Regions from separate parts of the Sus scrofa genome. Here all the other regions are linked to region 1. A link is a contact called in public targeted proximity ligation data. All regions are on one chromosome and are shown on one strand. The core of a region is the stretch at or near the end of the contact, and the rest is flanking DNA. Distances in the headings are between cores, read along the strand shown.

Region 1 (4,560 bases), core at 1,466-3,965:
GACTCCACACATGGGTTGATTGCATTATCTTGGTTATCATTACCATCCTCATAGCCATCATTTATGGAGAGATGACTGCATTTCTGACACTGGCACTTAACACACATAGGGATGTTCATCTTGAACCCTACCTGAACAGGTCAATGTTACCAGCTATATTTTATTTAATTTAATTTATTTATTTATTTGTCTGTCTTTTTAGGGCCGCACCTGTGGCATATGGAGGTTCCCAGGCTAGGGTCTAATTGGATCTGTTGCTGCCAGTCTACACCAGAGCCACAGCAATGCCAGATCCGAGCCCCATCTGCGATCTACACCACAGTTCATGGCAACGCTGAATCCTTAACCCACTGAGCGAGGCCAGGGATTGAACCGTCAAACTCATGGTTCCTAGTCAGATTCGTTAACCATTGAGCCACCATGGGAACTCCATCAGCTATATGGAAACTGAGGCATAAGTCAGTTAGTGGCTGAGCCAAGATGCAAAGCCAGATTTGACCAGTACTGGCAGAATTGATGCACCAGTCCTCTGTTACCAGACTCGGGTAGCAGAATAGCTTTTCTCTTGTGTCCTTTGCACAAAGATTGTGTTACCGCGCACTATGCTTTTGCCCAACTTTCAACATGAGACAAGCAATTTGACCCTTTGAGATCTTCTTCCATCCTTCAGTCACTCTATGCTGGGTCTTTCTACCTGTTTCTGCTGGAGAAATGCTCCTGGTCAGCCTCTTGCTCATTCATAAGTCATGGGGCAAGAAGCACAGTGTGAGGGGTAGGCTTGGCCATGCCTCTTTAGCCTTGTAAAGAAGACAAGGGTAAATTACAACTAATACATCTAGATTTAGTTTAAGCCACAATATATAAGCACTAGTGGGTGTTTGGGAGTGTATGGTCTTAGCCAATAGCTCCTCCCTAAAATGGAAAAAAATAACAGTGCTTGCCTCAAAAAGAAAAAAAAAAAAAAAGAAGAGAAAGAAGTGTAGTTACTGTTTTCTAGTTTCTTCATTGGATAGTTACTGTTTTCTACTTTCTTCACTGGATAGTTCCTTTTCTAAAGAAACGCTCACTGGGGCTACAACATAGGCAAAATTACCACCATTCTGTTACCAAACACAGGTCCATGAACCTCATGCACAGGGAGGCCAAACAATCAGATGTGTTGAAGTTTGGGGCAGAGAAAGGGTCATTGCGAGGCCAAGCAAGGAGAGTGGGTGGCTTGTGCTCAAAACCCCTGAACTCCCTGATGGCTGTGGGGAAGGTATTTATAGGGAAAATTTGGGGTGAGGGCTGCCTGATGTGTGGCTTCCTTCTGATTGGTTGGTGCTAAGGTAACAGGGCGGTGCTCCAGGAATCTTGTTCTAGAGTTGCCATCCTCCACCTGGGTGGGAGCTTCAGTTCCTGCAGAAGAACTCAAAGGTATTGTTATGTATATTCCTTGAGGAGGAACTGGGACCCTGCCCCAAGGCTGCACTACTGGAAATTCTCCAGCCAGGGATGGAATCCTTGCCATGGCAGTGACCTGAGCCACAGCAGTGACAATGCTGGATCCCTAACCACCAGGCCACCAGGGAATTCCTGCACTCCTGTCTCTTGAGTGCTCCTCCCTGGTCTCTGCCTCCCCTCCCTTCCCTGATTAGCAACTCTTTGAATCTGCTCTTTGGAACTCAGGGAAGGTCAAGGAGCCTGAAGGAAGCCTATTTCCTACACACAAGGAACAGAGGACACGGAAAGGCTTGCTCCTAGGAGGATCCCAGAGGGTCCAGCTCAGGGTTCAGTTTCTTTCTCGACTATTCAATATAATCCAAACACCAAGCCTAACCCTAATCCCAATTGAAGCAGTATGTTTGAAATACAAATCTGACCATTTTATGCTCCTGCTTAGAACATTTTAATGGCTTCCTGATATTCTTAGGCTAAAGATCCACATCTCTGATACAGCTTTCATACCCTTGAAATCCAGTGTCAACTTCCATCATTCTTTTTTTTTTTTTTTTTTTTTTTTTTTTAATTTTATGGCTGTATTTGCGGCCATAAAATTCAATCCCAACCCTGGGCCAGGGATTGAATCCAAGTCACAGGTGCAGTCTACATCGCAGCTGCGGCAATGCCAGATCTGTTAACCCACTGCACCTGGCCAAGGATTAAACTACTTCCTCTTTGGCAACTGAGCTGCTATAGTCAGGTTCTTAACCCATAGCACCATGGCGGGAACTCCCCATCATTATTTTTATATATTCTTCTAGGCTCAACAGCTACAGTAGTCTTCTTTCAGTTTTTTTAGCCTCCCTAGGCCACTCCTACTCACTCCGCCCCATTCTCCAGCCTGGTTAAATTCGCCCATGCCTCAATGCAAGCTCTCACCTCAATTCTTCAACTGAGCCCTCCTCCCTCCCTGCATAAGTCATGACCCTCTCCTGTGTCTCCTCGGAGAACACTCTTCTGTTTAAAACACGTATTAGCTGCAGAGACACTGGTGATCTTAATATGACAGAAGTTTATTTTTTACTCACAATGAAGTGTGTGCCTAAGTAGCCCAGGACTTGTCTGGAGGCTCTGTGATGTCGGGAGCTCCGGATCCTTCTCTCTTGTTGTGTTGACATCTCTAGGATGTTGCCGGCCAGCCTGCTCTAAGATGATTCACCACCATTCCCCATTCCAGCAGGTGGAAGGGAAGAAAAGGGGAAGCATTCTCACTCCTTTTAAGTGCATGACTCAGGAGTTGCAATGATTACTTTTGCTCGCTTCTCACTGAGAACTGGGTCATGAGGTGGCCACACCTAGCTGTAAAGGAGCTGGGAAAAGTAGCCTTTGCTTTGGCTGCCAGAGCGAATGGATATGGGGACACCTAGTGGTCTCTTTGGCACAACACTCAACCCAGGATCCAATGACACATTAATTAGTGCCATCGTTTGATTGATGTCTATCCATCCCACTAGACAGTGGTAATCTCTACAAGAGCAGGGACCATATCTATTTTTGCTCACCATTGTATCCCCTTCATCTATCCCCTTGCCTGATATATAGTAAGACCTTAATAAGTATTCATTATATAGTGAATATTCATGCATAAATGAATAGATTGGATCTCTGGCTCCGTCTTGCTATTTCCAGTCTCATGGTGGACGCTCCAGCCAGACTGAACCACTTGTGGTTGCCTTAATTCATTATCTATTTAAAAAGCTGTATTTTGATAATCTGGTAAGCAAAGTAGTTATTGCACTGTTTAAAATTTTTTGATTTTTGAGATTACATACATTTCACTTCTTGCTTTGGGATTTGATATGACTCATTCTAACAATATCCTTTGATGTACACTAACAGCTTGACACAGCAGATTTTAGGAATTCCCTGTTGTAGGTCAGCGGTAACGAATCCCACTAGTATCCACGAGGACGCAGGTTCGATCCCTGGCCTCACTCAGTGTGTTAGGGACCTGGCGTTGCTGTGAGCTGCTGTGTAGGTCACAGATGAGGCTTGGATCTGGCCTGCTGTGGCTGTGGTATAGGCTAGAAGCTGCAGCTCCAATTCCACCCCTAGCCTGGGAACTTCCATATACCCTACACCATGAATGCTGCCCTAAAAACAAACAAACAAACAAACAAACACACAACAACAAAAACTCAGCAGTTTTTAGTCATAGCAATAAGATCCCAGTTAGGCAGCATCTCAGGCATTTGCTTGATGAGGAGTAAATTCTAATGCTTGAATTAGGGCTTTCACACAGTTCTACCTAAATGCTAATTCTCAAACCTGAACTTTCCACAAGAGTTGAGAAGCAAAGAGTTAAAAGGTACTTTCTCTGTTTAGAATCTGGAAGCTTGGTGTGATATGATTTATAATGCAAAATCTATTATTTGGTTTTCCTCTTGTTTCTGGCACAGAAACTCTTGGAATGTCCTAAATGTTAAGAGCAATAAAGAGATCTTAATATTGGTAACAAGCCCCTTTAACCACACCTGAGCTTATGTCAATGAGGTTCCTTTAGGAAGGACCTAAGGTTGAGGGTTGGTTGCCAGGGGAATCAACCATGTGATTGGAGGGGGGGAACTTTCAGTCCCACCCCCTCCCCTCTGGGGAGTGGAGGGGGCAGAAGTTGAATCTCTGGGCTGGCCAATGGCCAATGGTTTGATCAATCATGCTTGTGTAATCAAGCCTCCATAAAAAATGCCAAAGGAAGGGCTTTCTAGAGCATCCAGGTTGGTGAAGTAGAACCCATCCGCACCCTGGTGACCCAAACTCCATGGGGCCAGAAGCTCTGCACTGAGGAGCTCGCCTTATGCTTCTCTTCATCTGGCTGTTCATCCACGTCTTTTACTATCCTGCATAATAAACCGGTGATCTAGTAAGTAGACTGGTTCCCGGATTTCTGTGCGCCTCTCTAGCAAATTAAACCTGGAGGAGGAGCTTATGGGGACTTCTGATTTATAGTGAGTTGGTCAGAAGCAAGCTGGACCCATGACCGGCCTCTCGAGTGGGTGCAGTCTGGCGATATTTGGCTATTAGCTTGTAGAATCTGATACTGTCTCCAGGTGGATAGTGTCAGAATTGAGTTAAATTTGT
Region 2 (4,114 bases), core at 68-2,567, 170 kb before region 1:
TATGAAAAATGACGTCTATCTACTCTATTCTAAAGAATTTTTATATATTTCTAGTTTTACTATGCAACTTTTCCTCATTCTCATTCAAAAGCAGGTAATTAGGAATTCTGGAAGTATTCTTAAGTAAAGGACTTCTCATTAGTTTTTTTAAACAATACAAGGCAGCATCAGAGGGCTTAAAACATGATTATCTTTTTAAAATTTCCCTACTAGGGAATATGGAAGGGAAAAAAACAGATACTAACAATGGGGTGGGACAGAGTGGCAGAGAAGACTGTACTTTCAAAATACACGTATTTTGAAAATTCCATCACTCCAAGACAATTTCTTCCCAAGTTTAACAATAACCTTAAAGTGGTTTTAAAGCACTGTGGGCAAGACAGTGGGGGAATTTATTATTAGCGAAGTTGGGTCTGAAAGAGAATGAACCACTGTCTTGAGAATTTTGACATTTTAAAGCATGTTTGATTTAATTGTGTTTGTCAACATTTCTTACTGACTAACCTTAATTTTTGATGAATTTGAGAACTTGATAAGGTAAAGGGGACTGTGACAGTCAAGAAATGATTTTGGGGTTGGTTTGGGTTTTTTTTTTTTTTTTTTTTTGGCTTTTTGGCTTTTTAGGCTTCATCCATGGCATATACAGAGGTTCCCAGACTAGAAGTCGAATCAGTGCTATAGCCGCTGGCCTACACCACAGCAACACCAGGTCTGAGCCGCATCTGCAACCTACACCACAGCTCACGGCAATGCTGGATCCTTAACCCGCTGAGCGAGGCCAGGGATTGAACCTGTGTCCTCATGGATACTAGCCAGATTTGTTTCCACTGAACCATGATGGGAACTCCAAGAAATGATTTTTTATTTTTGAAAAGGTTCTTTGTAAAGACACAGAGGGAACAGACAGCTTAAGTGTCTGCAGTGCTGGAGGAGGAGAGTAAAGGGTAGAATAAAGCAGTGTTTTTGTATTTGCTGGTGGTAACAGTGTCCTCCTTTAAGGAAGCAAAAGTCAAGAGGCGAGAAAAGGAGGAGAAGTCAGCAGTGTAAACTGAAGGGCCATTTAATTAATGTGGGGTCTTCTTTAGTTTTAGTGGACCTTCAGCATCCAGAAAGAAATCCCACTGGAAACTTGTCCTTATAAAAGGATCTAAGAATCCATGAAACAAGAGTTATCAAGTGACCGGCTGCCTCAGAATTATTTGGGGATATCTTAAAAAGTAAAACCAGCATTCTGGCACAATAACAACGTTTACATTAGATGCCTTAAAAGAGGAAGCAATCAACGAGGCGTTGGTGAGGAGAGCTTCCAAGAAGAGTGGAAGGACTAATTCCAGGCAAATGGCACAAGTGGAAACAACAGAGGACGAGGAATGGAGAGGATGTCATAATTAATGGTTCACGGAATAGTTCAGGCATAAAACATTTTTTGTATCACAGATGATTTTCTTAGGATAGATTCTCAGATGTTTAGCAACTAAGACAAGAGGTTTGATGTTGAACTTTAAGCTTGTTAACTATTGCTGAACTGCTGCTTCCTTAAAGGACGACACTGCAGTACCAGCAAATATGAAAACAGTTGTATTCTACCCTTTACTCTCCTCCTCCAGCACTGCACTCATTTCATAAAACTCTTGTCAATTCAATATAGTTTCCGAATATTAAATTTGTAATTATTTTACCGTGAACTTTTTTGCCCATGCTTGTAATTAATTCATTCTTAAGCAATTATTAGAAATGGCCTTTATTTTCAATAAGTTATGTTTTTCAACTTTTCTTTTTAAACTTTATATTGACCGTGTTTTGAGGTTCTTCCATGCTTTTACCAAAGGTTTAAATCCTCATATAACTAAATGTTTAATCTGTGATTCTTTTTAAGTTCAGAAATGCTTCCTCCAGAGTTGATACCCAACTTTTTTTTTTCTTTTCTGGCCGCACCTGCAGCATATGGACGTTCCCGGTGCCAGGGATCAAATCAGAGCTGCAGCTGCAAGCTATGCCACAGCTGTAGCAATGCCGGATCCTTAATCCTTTGCACAAAGCCAAGGATTGAACCCATGCTGTCAAAGAGACAATGCTGGATCCTTAACCCACTGTGCCACAGTGGGAACTACCAATACCCAACTTTTAAAAAATTCTTTTTCTGTAGATTTTTTGAAATGCTTAATTCAATCCAAAGAAAGTATTTTCCACATGAAGGAAAAAGGTAAATTTTTCTTTCTCAAAATGGTTGCCAATTTTCTTTTTTTGTCTTTTTGAAGGCCACATCCATGGCATATGGAGGTTCCCAGGCTAGGGGTTTAATTGGAGCTGCAGCTGCCAGCCTACGCCACAGCCACGCAAGATCTGAGCCACATATGCAACCTACACCACAGCTCATGACAACACCAGATCCTTAACCCACAGGGATCGAACGCGAAACCTCACGGTTCCTAGTTGGATTCGTTTCCGCTGCGCCACAACGGGAACTCCTCTTTTTCCTTTATCTTTTTCTGAATTCTCACATTTACTTCTTAAAAAAAAAAAAAAAAATTCTTTTATATTATTTTCCCTCATGGTCTATCCCAGGAGATTGGCTATAGTTCCCTGTGCTATACAGTAGGACTTATTGTTTATCCATCCTAAACATAATAGTTTGCACCTACTAACCCCAAACTCCCAGTCCATCCCACTCTCTCCCCCTCCCCCTTGGCAGCCACAAGTCTCTTCTCTATGTCTGTGAGTCTATTTCTGTTTCATAGGTGGGTTCATTTGTGCCATATTTTAGATACAACATATAAGTGATATCAGAGAGTTCCCGTCGTGGCACAGCAGAAACTAATCCGACTAGGAACCATGAGGTTACAGGTTCAGTCCCTGGCCTCGTTCAGTGGGTTAAGGATCCAGTGTTGCCATGAGCTGTGGTGTAGATCACAGACGTGGCTCAGATTCAGCGTTGCTGTGGCTGTGGCACAGACCGGCAGCTGTAGCTCTGATTTGACCCCTAGCCTGGGAACTTCCGTGTGCCGTGGGTGCAGCCTTAAAAAGCAACAACAACAACAACAAAAAAGTGACATCATATGGTATTTGTCTTTCTCTGACTTATTTCACTCAGTATGATAATCTCTAGGTCCATCCATATTGCTGTAAATGGCATTATTTCTGTTTTGTTTTGGTTTTTTATGGCTGAGTAGTATTTACTGCATACATGTACCACATCTTCTTAATCCATTCATCTGTTGATGGACAATGTAGGTTGTTTCCATGTCTTGGCTATTATGAATAGTGCTGCTATGAACACAGGGGTGAATTTATCTTTTTCAATTATAGTTTTGTCTGGATATATACCAAGGGGTGGGATTGCTAGATCATATGCAGTTTTATTTTTGGTCTTCTGAGAAATTTCCATACTGTTTCCCATAATGGTTGTAGGCTGCCAATTTTTTAATAGTATTACTTAATAATTTTCCTTCTTCTCACAGTGACACCTTATTTATCATATATTCAGATCTTATACAAAAAGGCCTAGAGAGAAGTAACTGTATTTCAGTGACCATTCTTGCATTAGTACCTTTTGGTGTTTGGTAGACTTTTCCTTCATTATCCTTTAATTCGAAATTCAAACTGTTCTTCTCATCTTTTTTCCAAATCTACCAGGCACCCACTCTATCATTCTACTAAATTTTTACTAAATTACATTAAACCTATAATTTGTAAAGGATATACAATTTTATGATACCTTAAAATATTTTAAAAACAATTTCATGGTTTCTCATAAGAGCATCTGTATTTTTGTCACAGCTCTCGAAAGTTTTGTCATTTCTTCTTCTAGGTCATCTGTACTTCTCATTACCCATTATCTGAAATACTTATTTTTCTGTGGTTCTTAGGAATGTCATTCTTCTTTCACTGTGTTTTCTAACGTATATATGCTGGTATGGTGCTCCTGGATTAACTCTAGTCATCTTTTATCTCAAAACTTCAGAGAACTCTTAGAATTAAAGTTTTTAATTGACTCTAACTGAGGTAACAGAAGGTTTCACACTGGATAGAAATGTGAGGAGGAAGGGTCATATTCTCATTCATTAGTTCTGTCAGTTCTAATTTCTTAATAAGATAACACCAAAAGGGAAACAAA
Region 3 (4,269 bases), core at 1,226-3,725, 190 kb before region 1:
CAAACAAAAAAGGCCCGCCCATGAGCTGCTGAGAATGCCTCACAAGTAGATTCCTCGCAACTGGCCCATGGGCACCTCTAGCACGCCACATACCTCACCCACAGCCCATCCTGTCCTGGCCCTGACCATGGCTGGCCCCCTGTTCATATACTCTCAGTGGTGGTGGTAAGAGCGAACTTTGGAAAACGGCTCGTGAGCATAGGTAGAAAACACCAGAATTTGCAAGCCTGGAAAAGATCACAAACTGGAACTTGAGCTGCAACTTTGGGGAAACAAAAGAGAGGCTGTCTGCCCTTGGCATGATGTGCTGCAGGATTAAGAGAAGGCACACAAGCTTAAGAATTCTGCCATCATTGGGAGCTAGAGGCTTGGAGCAAGTATATCTGTGGAAGATCTGAGAAAGTCTCAGAGTCTGGGCAAGGATGATGGAGGGTATCTTCTCTACCAAAGACAGTAAAAACTGGAGGAAGTGATTGCTACTTCAAATACCAAGACAGCAATGCAAACCAAGAAACACGAAAAACCAAGGAAACACCACGCCAGCAAGGATCACAGTAATCTTCCACTTATGTAGGCCAGAGACATGGAGAGCTGTGATTTATTAGACAGATAATTCAAAATAACTGTTTTAAAGGAGCTAAATGAGCTATGAGAAAACACAGAAAGACAATTCAACAAAATAGATGAACAAAATGAGAATTTTTTTACAAAGATAGAATAAGAAAGAACAAGAACAAGGGGTTCCCATTGTGGCTCAGTGGGTCAAGAACCCAAGGCCATCTCTCTGAGGATGGAGGTTCAATCCCTGGCCTCACTAGTGGGTTAAGGATCCGATGTTGCTGTGAGCTGTGGTGTAGGTCCAAGGCAAGGCTCGGATCCAGTGTTCTGTGGCTGCGGCGTAGGTCACAACCATTTTGATTGGACTCAACCCCTAGCCTGGGAACCTTCATATGCTGAAGGTGGGACCCTAAAAAGCAGAATAATAATAATATTAAAGAAATAATGCTGATCCTCTCAAAATCTTTCAAAAAAGTGAAGCAGGAACATGCCCAAACTCATTTTACAAGGCTCGTACCACCCTGACACCAAAACAGGACACTGCAAGAAATAAAGCTTTAGGTCAACATCACTAATGAATATACAGATATAAAAGTTCTCGAGAAAATATAGTAAACTGAGTTCAACAGCACATGAAAAGGACCACACACCATGATCAAGGAGTATTCCTCCCTGGAATGCAAGGATGGTTCAATGTATGTAAATGAATAAATGCAATACACCATGTTAACATAAGGGAAGAAAAAAATCATATGATCACCTCAATAGATATAGAAAAAGCATTTGACAAAATACAACATCCTTTCATGATAAAAACTATCATATGGAGGGGTGAAAGGAATGTACCTCAACATAATAAAGGCTCTATATGACAGGCCTACCAGTTAAAATTACATTCTGTGGTAAAAGCTTGAAAGGCTTTCCTCTATGATCAGGAACAAGACGAGTGTGCCCCTCTCACCACTCCTATTCCATATAGAACCGGAAGTCCTAAAGAGCAACCAGGTAAGAAAAAGAAATAAAGGGCATCTAAACTGCAAAAAAAGAGGTAAAATCATTTTTGTTTGAAGATGATATGGTCTTATAAATAGAAAATCTTATAAAGTCTCCACACACACAAAGAACCTGTTAGCAATAATCAATACATTTAATAAAATTACAGGATCCAAACTCAACACTTTAAAAATACATGAAAAAGGGTGTTCCTCCTGCTGTGAGTTAAGAATCTGACTCCAGGGGCTTGGGTTGCTGCAGAGGTGCGGGTTCAATCCCTAGCCCGGTGCAGTGGATTAAAAGATGTATGTTGTGGCAGCAGCAGTAGCAGCAGCAGCAGAGGTTGCAGCTGTGGCTCAGATTCAATACCAATCCTTGGGAGTTCCCATCGTGGTGCACTGGAAATGAATCCGACTAGGAACCATGAGGTTGTAGGTTCGATCCTTGGCCTTGCTCAGTGGGTGAAGGATCTGGTGTTGCCATGAGCTGTGGTGTAGGCTGGCAGCTGCAGCTCCCATTAGACCCCTAACCTGGGAAACTCCACATGCCTTGGGTGCGGCCCTCAAAAGACTAAAGAAAATAAATAAATAAATAAATAATTTTTAAAAAATTCCAATTCTTGGCCTGGGAACCTTTGTATGTTGAGGGTGTGGCCCTACAATTTTTTAAAAATCTGAGGAAATAAAGCAGTTCTTTTCACAATAACATCAAAGACAATAAATACTAAGATTGAGGAACTAAATAAATATTTTTCCAAAGAAGGCATACAAAGGGCCAACAGGTACATGAAAAAATGCTTCACATCCCTAATAATCAGGGAAATGCAAAGCAAAAAACACAATGAGAAATCACTTTGTACTGTTAGAATGATTATTACGAAAAAGTCAGCATTCTCTTGTGGCACAGCAAGTTAAGGATCTGTCATCATCATTGCAGCAGCTTGCATCACTGCTGCGGCGTGGGTTCGACCCCTGACCTGAGAACTATCCCACACCTTGGGCGTGGTCAACCTCCACCTCACTCACAAAACAAAAAAACAATAAGGCAAGAGATGAGTGTTGGTGGCAAGAGACAAGGCAACGCTTGTGCACTGTTGGTGGAAATATAAACTGGTACTGTGGAGCACAGAATGATGGTTCCTCAAAAAATTAAAAATAGAACTATCATATGATCCCACAACCCCACTTTTGAGTATCCCAAGGAAATGAAATTAGGATATTGAGGCAATATCTGCACTTCCATGTTCACTGTAGCATTACTCAATTCACCAAGATGTGCAAATAACCTGAAAGTCCCTCAGGAGATGAATGAATAACATTGTGATATATATATATAATGAAATATTTTTCGGCCATAACAAAAAAGGACATCTTGCCATTTGCTTCAACAGGGATGGACCTTGAGAGCATTATGCTAAATAAAATAAGTCAGCAGAGAAAGACAAATACCATATGATACGATTACTCACATGTGGAATCTAAAAAAAGCTGCACTCATGAAAACAGGGAGTAGAATAGTGGTTGCCAGGGGCTGGAGGTAGGAAAATGGGGAGATGGTGATCAAGGGGTACAAATTTCCAATACAATGAATAAATTCTGGGAGTCTAATGTAAGGCATGTTAGTACAACATATATCCTAGAAAGTTGCTAAGAGAGATCTTAAGTGTTCTCATCACAAAAAAGAAATGGTGGAGTTCCCGTTGTGGCTTAGCAGGTTAAGAACCTGACTAGTATACACAAGGGTGTGGGTTCGAATCCCGGCCTCACTCAGTGGGTTAAGGATCTGGTGCTGCTGTAAGCTGCAGCATAGATGGAGATGTGGCTCAGATCACGTGTTGCCGTGGCTGTGGTGTAGGCCTCGGCTGAAGCTCCAATTTGATCCCTAGCCTGGGAACTTCCATATGCAGCAGGTGGTCCTGAAAAAAAAAAAAGAAATAAAAAGAAATGGTAACTATGTGAAGTGATGGAAGTATTAACTAACTCTACTAAGATAATAATTTCACAATATATGTAAGCACATAAAGTCATTACATTTGTACACTGTAAATTTATATGGTGGTATGGCAATCATATCTTAGTAACATTGCAAAAATTGAATTTTAAAAAAGGATAGTTCTGGGAGATCCCATTGTGGCTCAGAGGGTTATGAACCCGACCAGTATCCATGAAAATGCGGATTCCATCCCTGGTCTCACTCAGGGGTTAAGGATCCAGAGTTGCTGTGAGCTGTAGTATAGGTTGCAGATGTGGCTGGGATCTGGCATTGCCATGGCTGTGGCTGTGGCTGGCAGCTATAGCTCCAATTCAACCCCTAGCCTTGGAACTTCCATATGCCACGGGTGCAGGCCTGAAATAAACAAATAAATAAATAAATTGCAAAACAATATGTAAAATTCAACTCTTCAAATATAAACCAAAGGAATGAGCATTTGGAACCAGCATACACTCACCAAGAATAAGATGCATCAGAATAACTGGTGTCTCAAACTATTACATTTAGAACGGATAAGCAATGAGGTCCTGCTGTACAGCACAGGGAACTATACCCAATCGCTTGCAATAGAACATGATGGAAGATAATATGAGAAAAAGAATGTATATATATATATGTATGACTGGGTCATTATGCTGTACAGCTGAAATTGACAAACACTGTAAATCAACTATACTTCAATAAAAAATGTTTTAAAAGAATAACTGTCAGCTCCTTTGACAAATT

Evidence for each region.
Region 2: a contact with region 1 is called in a targeted proximity ligation map of alveolar macrophages. A contact is called at or near these places in 1 of 47 Hi-C or Micro-C datasets (embryonic fibroblasts) and 1 of 2 datasets of targeted methods (alveolar macrophages).
Region 3: a contact with region 1 is called in a targeted proximity ligation map of alveolar macrophages.

Annotation. Positions count from the first base shown.
Region 1 is chr4:61,909,881-61,914,440 of Sscrofa11.1, reverse strand. No RefSeq gene overlaps it. Among named protein-coding and RNA genes, the nearest start is that of LY96, 38 kb to the left of the region's middle.
Region 2 is chr4:62,074,449-62,078,562 of Sscrofa11.1, reverse strand. The region is part of intron 4 of UBE2W (ubiquitin conjugating enzyme E2 W); the gene reads right to left. Among named protein-coding and RNA genes, the nearest start is that of UBE2W, 30 kb to the right of the region's middle.
Region 3 is chr4:62,098,932-62,103,200 of Sscrofa11.1, reverse strand. No RefSeq gene overlaps it. Among named protein-coding and RNA genes, the nearest start is that of STAU2, 38 kb to the left of the region's middle.